4 separate regions of the Gossypium hirsutum genome follow, and all the other regions are linked to region 3. Evidence: chromatin contacts called from public Hi-C data. All regions are on one chromosome and are shown on one strand. Each heading gives the region's core, a stretch centred on a gene start, on an enhancer-like site or on the middle of the called end of the contact. The rest is flanking DNA. Distances are from core to core; before and after follow the strand shown.

Region 1 (3,352 bases), core at 343-2,842, 130 kb before region 3:
AGCTAAACAGGGGTGGCGTATTTTGTACAATCCAAATTCTTTAGTAGCATAAGTATTAAAAGCAAAGTATTTTCCAAAAGTTGATTTTTTAAATTCACAATTGGGGAATAACGTTTCGTATACTTGGAAAAGTATTTGGGCTACTAAGGGTGTCTTCGCTAAGGGATTATGTTGGAGGGTGGGTAAAGGTACAAATATTTCAATCAGTCGTGATTATTGGATTCCAGTTTTACCGCGTGATAGATTACTAGTTTTAAATACGAATTTGAATGATAGTAATGTTGCGGAATTAATTGATTCAAGCAGTAGAACATGGAAAAAGGAGTTGATAGAGTATACCTTTCCGGAGGATGTAGCCGACATGATTCTCAGTATCCCGCTGGCTGAAAGACCACATGAAGATTTCCAAGTATGGAGTGCTGAAGCGTCGGGTGAGTTCACAGTTCGTAGCGCCTATAAACTATTACAAAGTATTGCAAATGATCCTAGAGCTTATGCTTTACAAGCTGACTATAAAGACTTCTACAGGAAATTATGGCTACTTAATCTACCTTCAAAAATAAAAATTACACATTGGAAGATCTCTTGGAATTTCCTAGCTACTCGAGTTTAATATGCTACTTAGACGACTAACGGATACATCAATGTGTCCTCGTTGTGGCTCTAGATCTGAATCTATGGAACATTTTTTTTCGAGAATGCCCTGTTACAATATCAGTGTGGAGAGAGTTATCATTTCATAAATATGAGCAGGAAAACCAGATGGGGTTTCTACAGTGGTTAACCTGGGTTTTTACACAAAGCTTGGCATCCCAGCGTCGGATCTTCTGTGTTGCAGTATGGGCCATTTGGGGAGATAGGAATAACAGACTGCACAACAAAGGGAGTAAATCTGGAAAAGAAATAGGGAGATTTGTTAATAGCTACATTTTAGAGTTAGATTCAGTTGGTAAAAATAGTCGACAAACTTCCATAACTGTTAAAAAATGGAAAAACCAATGGACAGTTTTGTCAAAATCAATTTTGATGCAGCATATGAAAGAGGACAAAATAAAGCGGCTATCGGAGTTGTGGCCAGAGATAAAGAGGGTTCAGTTCTCTTATCTTGTTCGGAGGTTCATCAAAGGGTTTCCTCAGCCTTTGGAGCGGAAGCAATCGCGTGTCGGAAAGCTCTCCAGATCAGAGTTCACATGCAGTGGGAAAGAGTTATTATTGAAGGAGACTCTTTATCAATAATAAAGAAATGCAAAACAAAAAGCCCAGATAAATCACTGGTTAGTGCGCTTATTCATGACATCCATCAGCTTTTGTTATATTTTAAGGAATGTAAGTTCGAGCATATCCCAAGATCAACAAATAGCCTCGCGCATATTTTAGCAACTGAAGCGATTAAGATTAACAAAGGAGGTTACCTGGTCGGACGAGTCCCTGGAGTTGCAGAATTTCAAGCAGAAAACGAAAGGGTGAGAGAACCAAATTGAAGCAGGAAAAGGGAGAAATGGAGGAAAGGAATCGGAGAAGGGCAGATATCAAAGTGACTATACAAAGCTCTCGGGTGATTCAAAACGTCTTGAAGTAGAAAAGATGTTGAAGTGACAAGATGTGTATTGACTTTTAATACTGATTGGGCAGATGGAACGGCTGAATTAATGTGCTGTAGAGATTGTTTCCTTTTTTCATTTTCTAGGTGATTAGGTTTCCTTTTAGTTTGTTTTGTTTTTCCTTTCGTTGGGCCTAGTCTGGTTACTAGGCTTGCTCTATTTATTTTTCTAGGACTATTTGTGTAATTAATAGTTTAATTAAAGCCCAATCTGTGATTTATCTCAAAAAAAAATTCGAAAGAACCCATTCTTGAAAGAAACTCTGTTAAATTGTCCACGTGATGGAAGGCCATAACATTTATTTTAGGATTTAATTAGGTACATCATTCCGCTATAAGTCCAAAGTTGAGCTATAAACCATTAAAACTAAATTAACATTTATCGTTACGCTATAATATTTTTCAATAGACACCAAAAATTCATATTTATCATTAGCAAATTATGTAACACGAGAAAAATGAATATAGAAAAAATTATTAATAATTAAAATTTTTAAAAAATTAATTAAAGATGATAATTCATAAGAAGTAGAGGCAACAATAGCATTATTTGCATAAATTTTAGAATTTCTACATTTATTATTCATTTTTAATGTGCAAAATTTTATATGATGAAACAAGCCATTTATAAAACTAAAAATATATTTGCTTACAAGAGAGTTTATAGGTATTTTGGATGACAACTATAAAATAAAAATTTATAAAATTAGGCTAAATAAGTTAAGTATGTCTTATTCTTTTTTTTAGTTAGCCTTTTAGGTCGTTTTTTTTTAAATTATGGAAATAGGTCAATTTTGGAGAGAGTGTGTAAAAGCACATTCAGCTGGGGACACTTTCCTCCAACGGTCATTTTCCCTAACGACTTTTTAAACATTGGAAATGGTAAAATTATTTAAAAAGGCCAACGGTAATATTTTTTTCCTATAAATACCAAGTCATTTTTTATTCTTTTCACTCAAATCCAAGTCTCTCTCTAAACTCTCAATTCTCTCAACTCTCTCAGTTCTCTCAATTCTTACCATTTTTATTCGACATTTTCTTACACACTTTATTTAAAATACTATAGTTTTATTTAATTATTTTGTATATTCATTTCAGTTAAAATTTCAGTAATGACAAGCTCTCTAATTCGTTTCAGCAATAAGCACATTTCCACCGCTCAAGTGATAATGGTAAGGAGAAATTTTAAATTTCGTTATTTTCAATTAAGTTAAATTTAAAGTTTTTAAAATTTTAAAATATTTTATTTTTAATATAAATAGGCGGATGATTGTGTTTTGGAGGGGTTCATACATAATTTGTCAAAGAGCTCAAACACCGAAATTCATGGTTACTTACAAAACGTGGGATTCTTGCATGCGTTTTGTATGCTCGGGGGCTATAAACTCGACCCTACACTCATCAGCGCTAGGTGGAAAGATGGAGACTGGAGACACACACTTTTCATCTTCCATACGGTGAGTGTACAATCACACTCGAAGAGGTAGCTTTACAATTAGTTTACCAATAGATGGGCCAGTTGTTACAGGGTCAACAATCATTCTCGGTAAAGAGGTCCTTTGCGAGGCATTTTTGGGAAGATGTCGGACAAGTTTCAAGGTGACTGGATAAATATGAAGTGGTTGGAAACTAATTTCAAATATCTTCCTCTAAACACGCCCAACGTCGTCAAAGAATAATACGCCTGAGCATTCATCTTAAGGTTAATCAAGGGCATTCTAATGCTCGATAAATCTCAAATTTTGGTACACA
Region 2 (3,333 bases), core at 380-2,879, 150 kb after region 3:
GGTAAACTATCTCATTAGTCACTTTAAATAGTAGTCATTCTTATTTTGGTCACTCCAAAAAAAGAATTTGATCAAATTAGTCACTCCACCATAAAATGGTAACGAAAAAACTACTGGTACATTTTCATGTATTGTTTGAGGTGACCAAAATAGGAATGACCTTATTTAGAAAGACTAATAGATATTTTTTCCTAATATTAGTGTGACTAACATGGAATGCATAGTTAGCATTCCAATACCATTTATTAGTACTTGATCAATTTAATCAATTTCTTTTTTGGGTGACCAAATTACAAAAAAAAATTAGAGTGATCAAAATAAGAATTACTCCTATTTAGAGTGACTAATGGGGTAGTTTACCCTTAATATTATTATGATTGCTCTTTTGTTTTTTTTTTATTAGTTTATATCATCTTTAAATAAGAACATTACAAATTACAAATCCAAGGATCGAATGCATTTAATAGTATTAAAATAAAAAATTATTACCACCCCACTTATATTCATTATTAAATAAAATTTAAAAGAATATATTTTTAACATAACATATATCTTTATCTATGTATTTATTATCTTCGACTTTAATTGAGGTGATGCCACTCATCAATCAAATTTCAACCCAGTTGAGAGATTACTAAAAATACATTTTTTTTATATAAAGTAAGTTATATTATTATGAGAGTATTTTTGCTCATTTAAATTTTTATAAATCAATTAAAATTTATACACAATAAAATTAAAAAAAAACACACTATAAAATTAAAATTTGCATTTCAAGTTTCAACCAAAGCATCATAAACTTTTAATAAGTATATTTTGTTACATAATATTTTTTTTCATCTACATTATGGGTGTCATAATCTAGTTATACTTAAAATTTCTAATATAATTGGTGTCACGAATTAACTGAATTAGATTTTAAATATTGAACTTTATCATTTCAATTAAAATTTCATTTAATTTTTATATAAAATTTTAATAATATATTCTTTTAAAATTATTTCCCAAATGTACCATAATTTAATATATATTATTTTTCAACGTCCTTAAACATACAAATGGAAAAAAAACTCAAAAAATTTATATTTAATTTTTTTAGAAATTTATATTTGTTTTATGAATAGCACATAAATTAACACATTGTTAATAAATAATAAGATGTTAATTAAAAACTATTATTTTATTTATTTATAATAATTTTAAATGGGTAATTTATTTATGGATGATGCAAAATAGTATTGATTTATATATTTATTATTAAATTTATAAAATAGGGTAGTTTTATATCTTTTCATAATTATTATTATGGATATTTTAACAATTTAACCATTAAATTTTTCAATATATTTGTTCTTGTCATACAAGCAAACTTTTGAATCGATCAATATTTCTATCATATTGATCTAAAATATTATCTATATTAATATATATTTAGTTGTTTGAATTTTTTTTTCATAAAATGAATAGTTGGAAAATTTTAATTTATGCCGAACTTAACATACATGATCGAAGAATGGATATGACGGTTGGATTGACATAATATTAATCATATAAAAATTATAAAATTGTGTAAAACTATTTTTATTTTACACCGGTATAAATAAATCACCAATGATACTTAAATATAAAAAATATGGTTTTCTCATTTTATGCTGGGGGAGGTTCCAACTCTTATTAATTGAATTAGTTCATAAATTAAATAAAAGGGGAAAAAAAGAAAGAATAAGATAAGATTGCATTAGTGAACAGTGATAGTAGTAGAAAATGAAATGTTAAATTAAATACATTTGTAAGCATTGAATTTAAATTCATATTATTTTTTTGAGTAAAATAGTAGTAGTATTATTAAATTAGGGGGGGTTGGGGTGTCGTGAATGGTATGGGTAGAGATAATGGCCTATGCTAGCAGACATTTCTACAACCATATTCTTCTCATCTTCCTTTCATAGATTCTTTCAATCGTTGATGTCCATTAATCCCACTCTTCTTATGTTCTTCTTTTCCCTCTTCAACTACAGCAGCAAAGTGTCATGTTTAGTAAATAATAAGATTACTTTGTATTAAAAATCAGCTCGAAAATTCTGTTGATAGATCTCAACAGGGTGTTGTTACAGGTGAAGTTTGGGTCTGGGGGATCAAACAATAAAATCCACATGTTTAATTGCTGTCTTGGTGCTTGATTTTAGGAATTTAAGGATTTCCTGTCAGATTCTTTTGGCTTGAGGAAGATTATGTTAGCTAAGTTTTTATTGATTTGATATCTAGTTTTGGAACCCTTTTGTTTTTCTGGACATTTTGGCCTAGTCTTTTTCTTGTTCTGGGATTTGGGTGGTGGTTAGAAAATTGAAACTCAGAATCTAGAGGGATTCTTTCATTCTCTCTCTTTCTCTTTTTCTTTTATGGTAATTGTGAAAAATTTCCATGGTCTTCCTCAATTCAAGGTCCTATATCTTGCATTTCTCAGTTATTAGAGGGTGTAGTGCTGGATAAGATGGCATCTTTTGTTTTTTTTCTTTCCCGCACGGTTACAACACCTTCTGTCTTGTAGTCAATTTGGAGTTTGCTGGGTTTGTTTTTTTAAATATTTTATTCTCTTATCCCAAGGTTCTTGAGGTTTTCTGGTGATGTTGGATTTTACTAGACAGTTTTCTATAGATTTGACAATGGGTCTCTCTCTTTTCTAGCTGGAATTAACAAGCAAGTAAGACCCACTTTCAGGCTAAGGGCGGGGGTTACTGTTTGCTTAGTTAGCTGGTAATTGGTCACTGTTTCTTGGATGAGTTTGCTCCATGTATTTGGGTTTGGTTTAAAGGTGGGGCATCTGGTTTGGATGTTATGTTGCTGGATAGCATCTATGATTTTAATGAACTGGTCCATTAATGGTGAATTTAAGGACCCCAAGGCTGGTCTCCTTGGTGATAGTGGTAGCAAGATGTGGTTCAAATGTTGGGATGAAATCTCAAAGTATAGCTTCAAGATCCACCATCAGTACTACCAGTATATTGGTTCCAAGAGAGTTGGCAAGTCTTGGTCGAGAAAGCTCTTGTTTTCATGGGTAATTGGTTGGACCTTGGCTTCTATTTGGATCTTCTGTTGTATGAGCTCTCAAGCTACCGAAAAGCGCAAGGAGATGCTCGCTAGCATGTGTGATGAGAGAGCTAGGATGTTGCAGGATCAATTTAATGTCAGCATGAACCATATCCAGGCTCTCTCTATTTTGATCTCAACTTTCCACCATGGGAAATACCCCTCTGCTATTGATCAGGTAATCCATATCCTCTTCTTCCAACTTTTTCTTAGCATTTTTTTTGTGCTTGATTGCGAATTGTTTAG
Region 3 (3,190 bases), core at 416-2,915:
TCCTATATTATTTGAGCTTTTGTTACCTGCTTGACCATTTGAGTTATGCCGCTGCTGTGAAAATTTCCAAGGGGTTGGGGTAGATGTAGTTGGGGGAGCAGTTTCTACAGCCAAAAATGGCTCATGGCAGTTGGGGCACAATAGATTATGATTAAGATAAACTCTCAGATACTCATAATGCATCTTGCACCGATGACAGATAGTCCAGAAGGTATTTGGTTTTGGCTTATGAAATGATGCAGGGTTTGATGACTGACCAGCAGCAGTATTTGACGAACGACCAGAAGGGGTCGATGACTGAGCTGCATGAGGGTTACTACTCTTGGAAGTTTTCACATTTGAAGTGCTTGTCTTGGCAGCGTTGTAAAAGCCATTTGCCGCTTTTGACGCCTTTGAACTCCCACTAGGTGTTGGAACTGTTTGCGTTACTTTTGCATACCTCCTCTTGTCATATGCTGCTCTCCTACCCTTATCAGACAACAAACTCCAAGCCTCTGAAATAAGTTTAAATGCCCCTTCAGCTCCTATAGACTTATTTTTGTCAGGGTGAAGCATTAGTGCCAGTTTCCTATATTGCTTCCTCACCGATTCATCATCAGCCAGTGGATTCACACCGAGCACAGCATACCAATCTGCTTCTCCATTGATCTTGTTCTCCGCAGAAATATAAACATTGAGTGTTGCTATCATTTGGGGAATGCCATCCAGGCCAGGATACAAATTCTGGGCTTTCAAAGCAAATTTCTTTGCTCCATTAATATCCTTTGCTATGAACTTCTTCTCAGCAAGCTCTTTAGCTCTAGTGGCCTCATCCTTATTGCACTCCATTTCCCTTTCCCAGCGTTGCTCTCTGATAAAAGAGTCACCAGCAGACAACTCTTAAATATCTCAGCCACCCTCAACCTAGACTCTTTCCCGTACTTTACAAGAAAAGAAAAAGCCCAAGGCTTAATGAAAAACACCATACAAACACTGCCCAAATCATCAAAAATAGGAAAAATCATTCAGAAAAAGGGAAAGCGTACAAAAGTGCAAACAATACAAGTCAGGTCCTTCATCGAAGATTGAAATGCAAAGCAACAACTGGGTCAAATGCAATAAAATAAGAACATTCTCCAACGCGAATAATCCGGCAATTATCGTAGACGGATACGTCGAGTGGTAATAAAGAAATGTTCAAGAATCAAACTAATCCAAATAAACACGCAAGCAACATCCATGGATCTACGTTATAATCAAGCTTCTAACTCAGCCTATGCAAACAAAAAATTCAAACCGAACAAAGGGGGATCATGATTTATCAATTAAAACCCAGAAATTTTAGTACATCAAGCGATTAACTTATGAATAAAAGAGTTAAATTTTTACCTTACAATAAGAACAGCACTAGTAGATGGAACATTCTTTAGTACCAGAAAGACACCATGGACATACCTCCATCACCAATTTTTGTTTCCTTTTTATACCACTCTTTTCTCTATCAAACCTTTTTAAAAAAAAATCCCCAAAAACTGGACTTTTTCCCAAAACCCCCTCTTAACCCGAACAGGACAGGCCCCTTCCCTAATAACCAAAAACCATAAAAGGATTTTATTATGCTTTTTATGAAAATAGATTTGATGCTATGGGAATTTTCTTTGTGTTTTCGTTTTGCAATTTTTCTTGTTAGCCCTAACCATTTTTTTTTATATAATAATTGGTTAGGAGTCTTAATCCTGGTTAAATTTTAACTCTTTAAATGGGTTTTCTACTTTGCTTAATACATTATAATTGGTTGAGAATCTTAACCATGGTTAAATTTTAACTCTTAAATTGGTTTTACTACTTTACCAAAAACCAAAAATATTTTCTAAGTTCCTGTTTTTGGAATAATATAGTCATTTTACCTTATTATATTTAAATCTATATAAAATATCTATACTTACATAAAAATAGATTTTGGTGTCGATAAGTTAAGTGACAACAACTGAATTAGAAATTTATTGAAAATTAATTTTTTTGTAAGTTTATAAATAATATTAGAAATTCTATTATACATGTATACATGTGACAACTACATATTTAGAATATATATGTGTTTAAAAATAACATAAATAAATAATAAATCTTATGATTTGAAACTAATTAATAATAACACATGTGATATGTATGATATTCGAATGAAAAAAATTAGATTAAATTGTGAGTAAAATAGAATTTAAACACGTAAATATATTAGATTAAGAATATTAAATGCACTACAATTGTTTATTATGGTTTTATGATCAATTTTGAGTTGATGACAAGTAAACTTATGACACCAACTTAATTAATAAGATAATCAATATATACAATTGATGGATGTAATTGTGCACCTAATAAAATTAAAATGTATAAAACATTTTAAGATAAGCATTGGTTGAGAGGTAAAGTTAAAATTTTATCGGCCTAGATAACTCAAATCCCACAATATATGAAATATTTATTGAATTTAAAAAAAAATAAAAGACCAACATGCTTAGGGTAATATAACATTTTTAAATACATAATAACATTTTTATAATTTATCTAATTGAATTGGTGTTTGGTTGACTCGTAACACTAACTTAGTCAGGAGTTTAATAATAGTATAAATTATAGTAGATATATTTCTAACTGTAAAGATCTAATTTTCGTTGATATTAGAAAAGTCGATTTCGAGACTGAATTCAAGCTAAACCAAGAATTTTATTTGAAGAGTTCATGTGATGTATATCAACTTATAAAATCAAAGTGTCAAGTGATTAAATTAATTAGATATTAATTATAGTATACAGATTAAATTGCAAAGTGATTAAGTAGAGAGAATTGATTAAGGATTGAGCAAAGACTTTAATGGTAATTTTTCCAAGGACTTGTTTGTGATTTACGGATAGTTAAAACTTGGCTAGTGGCATGAGATGATCTTGGTCATCCCTTCCCACTTGCTTAATTAAGGAAGAATAATAACCATTAGATTAGTGATTAGTAGTTTAATTAAAAGTTGAGTATATATATATATATATATATATATATATATAAGCGAGTGGAAAGAGGAAATGATAACATTTTTTTTCTTTCGTTCATCTTCTTTTCTCCCAACGTGAATAAGAAAAGAAAAGGAAGCTTAGGTTTCTCCATTGCCAACCACTTCTATGTAAGGTTAATTGTTGTTTCTGATAGAAAAAAAAAT
Region 4 (2,952 bases), core at 124-2,623, 240 kb after region 3:
AATGTGTATATATATTCTTGCTTCACAAAACCCCTTAAAACGTTTACTATTTTTCTTTATTATGCTTGTTTAGAATAATATGATATAAATAAACTAATTTTATCAAAGAAAAGAAGACGACGAAAAAGAAATTGAGATGGGTGATTTTCTTTCTAAACAGACCATCCATGGCCGCCGCACCGTTACAAGTTTCTACTTTCGGAGAGGGAAGCACTGCTTCGATTAATGATAGTACTAGTCATAATAAGCCTTCCCAACTATAAAGAAAACAATCTACAAAGCAGAAGTATGGGTTTATTGTTGATAACTTCTCAACCTTCGATCAGGTTCCCTTTTTTTTTTTCTTTTTCCTCTCAACTTGAAAATAAAAGAAAAGAAAACTAGGAAGCAGGAAGAAGTAGTGGTGACAAATGAAGCAGGAAGCAGCAGTGGCGAAGAAGTATGAAGCAAAAAATAAATTTAGTCATTAAAGATTAGGGAAGGGGAAATAGAGATCGGAAAGGGAATTAGGGATTGGGAAGGGAAAAAGGAATATGAGGAACTTGGTCTGCTGGGAACAGGGTAAAATATTTAGGTTAATAAAATCAGGCTAGGCTTGGGCTGAAAAAACTTTACCCGAAGCCTAATTTATTTTTTAAATGGGCTTTATTCTTAAGTATAAATTCAATTTTCAAGCTTATATAGGTGTACGACGCGATCGATGGACTAAGTATAATGAACAAGCGGTCAGAGGCGGGTGGGGTGGCTTTCCTATGGGTGGCATGAAGTATGTTAGTGGTTGATTATGAGGTGATTAACTGGAAGTTCATCTGTAGGGGCCTCTTAGATCATTTCTCTTGGGGTTACATATCTAACCAGAGCAGGGGTATAACAAAAATGTTTATAATTTTTATATATTTTGAAATTTTTTAATTTTAAATTACTTGCTGAGTGACATACACAACAAAATAGTAGCACGGAAATTATAATGTACTTGTACATATGGTATAATTTCTAATGGTTTTGTTAAATTGTAGTGGAAATTTTTCAATTTGATAAAAACTCAAAAGATAAAAAGGGTTCAGGATAGTAAAAAGGAAAAAAAAGCAGATGCTAAATTGACAAAAGTTATAAATGTTAGAGGTTAAACTGGTAATTATACTTCAATTTTAAACGGAATTAATGAAAGAAAAGTTATCCAATGGACTGAAAATGAGTCATTCAAAAAGTAAAGATTCAATCAAACAAAAGTAATGAATTAAATCCAAACAAATTGATAAGTAGAGGGACTATTCTTAAGATTTACCAATAAATTTGCTTGGCTTAGCTGCGTTACATTGACGCAAAGAAAAGAGGGTTTATAAGAGAGGGGCCTTTCTACAGTGACTGATAAATAAAAGAAATGAAAAAAATGAAATTTAGAAAAACACTCCGGCAGGCATCCACTGTTTGATTTTGATATTAATTTTTTCATGATTCAAAATGAACCGTTGGATAAATCCTCCTATAAATACACATTATTATTTATTATTATAAATAAGAAAAAAAGAGAGAGATAAAAAAGGAAAACCCTCTCTCAAATCTTGGCTCGCCAGTCGCCTCTCTTTCTTCTTCTGCTTCTTCTTCTTCATTCTGTTGGCTGCTGCTGCTGCTTTGGTGGCGTGATTTAGAAGCCACAACTCAATTTCATATAAAGAAAAAAAAAAGAGTGAGATGGATCCAGACGCAGTAGCCAAGGCCTTCGTCGAGCACTACTACTCCACATTCGATGCCAACCGGGCCGGTTTAGCCAATCTCTACCAGGAAGGTTCCATGTTGACCTTCGAAGGTCAAAAGATCCAGGGCTCTCAGAGCATCGTGGCTAAGCTCACCAGCCTTCCTTTCCAGCAGTGCAAGCACAACATCACCACCGTCGATTGCCAGCCTTCCGGCTCCGGCGGCATGCTCGTATTCGTCAGCGGTAACCTCCAACTCGCTGGCGAGCAGCATGCTCTCAAGTTTAGCCAGGTATTTTCTTATTAGCTCAGCCATCTACTGCTGATCTTATGTGTCACTCTTGAATTCATCGGTTATATCCTTGTGTTAATTTCACGATTCCATTTCATATTGGTGGAGTGGATCTTTTAAGTTGGTGTTTTGATCTGACTGAAGTGGGAGCGGTAATCGAAATGTTCTCTATGGGATCTTAATAATGGTCCTATCTGTGATGTTTAAGCCTTAATGCTCATCGGATTTGCTTAAGATTACAGTTCCAGGAATTGCACATTTTTCATTCATTTTGCATCTATATTGATGGGATTGGTTAAAGTAAAAAAAATGTTATTTCGGCTATAAACCCGATTTCATTGTGCATAATACGTTTTGGAAGATGTGGATTTGTTTTTGGATCCACCATCTTTCCATAGAACCTGCTCCACTTTTACTTTGTTTTGCAACCTGGAACTGCACATTTACATGTTCCTTGTCATCAATTATTTGGACCCTGTCGCTCCTGGATATTCCTCTCCTCTTGCTATAAGCGTGGTGTGGGCCGTAGTTGTGTAGGTAATTGTACTATAGACTCTGCATTCAAGAGCTTGCTTTTGTTTCATTTTGTTTATTGCACCCTTTGCTAGTACTTATTTCATTTTTATACTTGTCCTTTTCGCATAAGTGACAGAGGTCCTCTCAGTGCTCACTCTGAACAATTATCTGCCATCTCCCTTGATGTTGTTTCTTGCGACTCTACTGGATATAAAAGAAAATCCACTACCACACCCCCCCTCCTCACCTGGAGACATTGATGATTTCCTTATGGTTTATGTCTTTCATTCACGTGGAGCAAACTTATATATGTGTTTCATCTATGTTGATAGTTAAACAATGTTTATCCCAGATTACATTTTTTTTGAAGTACACATTTGTATTCAACATATTTTTGGGTATAGATATGGGGATATGAGCCTCCAAGATCCTCTAAATTTTATAACTTTA

Evidence for each region. A called contact is a pair of places that touch in the nucleus more often than the background predicts.
Region 1: a Hi-C map of leaf shows a contact between it and region 3, with 3 times the contacts expected there. The contact joins the enhancer-like site here to the promoter of LOC107909858 in region 3. A contact is called at or near these places in 15 of 34 Hi-C or Micro-C datasets (callus, fibers, hypocotyl and 3 more).
Region 2: a contact with region 3 is called in a Hi-C map of leaf, with 4 times the contacts expected there. The contact joins the promoter of LOC107909856 here to the promoter of LOC107909858 in region 3. A contact is called at or near these places in 7 of 34 Hi-C or Micro-C datasets (callus, hypocotyl and leaf).
Region 4: a Hi-C map of leaf shows a contact between it and region 3, with 2.4 times the contacts expected there. The contact joins the promoter of LOC107909855 here to the promoter of LOC107909858 in region 3. A contact is called at or near these places in 4 of 34 Hi-C or Micro-C datasets (all in leaf).

What each region holds. Positions count from the first base shown.
Region 1 is chrD02:56,648,126-56,651,477 of Gossypium_hirsutum_v2.1, reverse strand. No RefSeq gene overlaps it. Among protein-coding and RNA genes, the nearest start is that of LOC107908280, 15 kb to the right of the region's middle. Within about 2 kb of position 1,592, at least 8 of the 9 cell types and tissues checked have an H3K27ac peak or open chromatin away from gene starts, as enhancers often do. A contact at or near this core is called in fibers, hypocotyl and leaf, where this site is marked.
Region 2 is chrD02:56,366,242-56,369,574 of Gossypium_hirsutum_v2.1, reverse strand. LOC107909856 (histidine kinase 3) reads left to right here and starts at 1,629. Exons shown (of 11, transcript XM_016837543.2): 1 at 1,629-3,265. The coding sequence starts at 2,777.
Region 3 is chrD02:56,513,489-56,516,678 of Gossypium_hirsutum_v2.1, reverse strand. It overlaps LOC107909858, which reads right to left and starts at 1,665. Exons shown (of 2, transcript XM_041088845.1): 1 at 1,369-1,665; 2 at 1-1,253. The coding sequence starts at 828.
Region 4 is chrD02:56,277,987-56,280,938 of Gossypium_hirsutum_v2.1, reverse strand. LOC107909855 (nuclear transport factor 2A) reads left to right here and starts at 1,373. Exons shown (of 2, transcript XM_016837541.2): 1 at 1,373-1,986. The coding sequence starts at 1,693.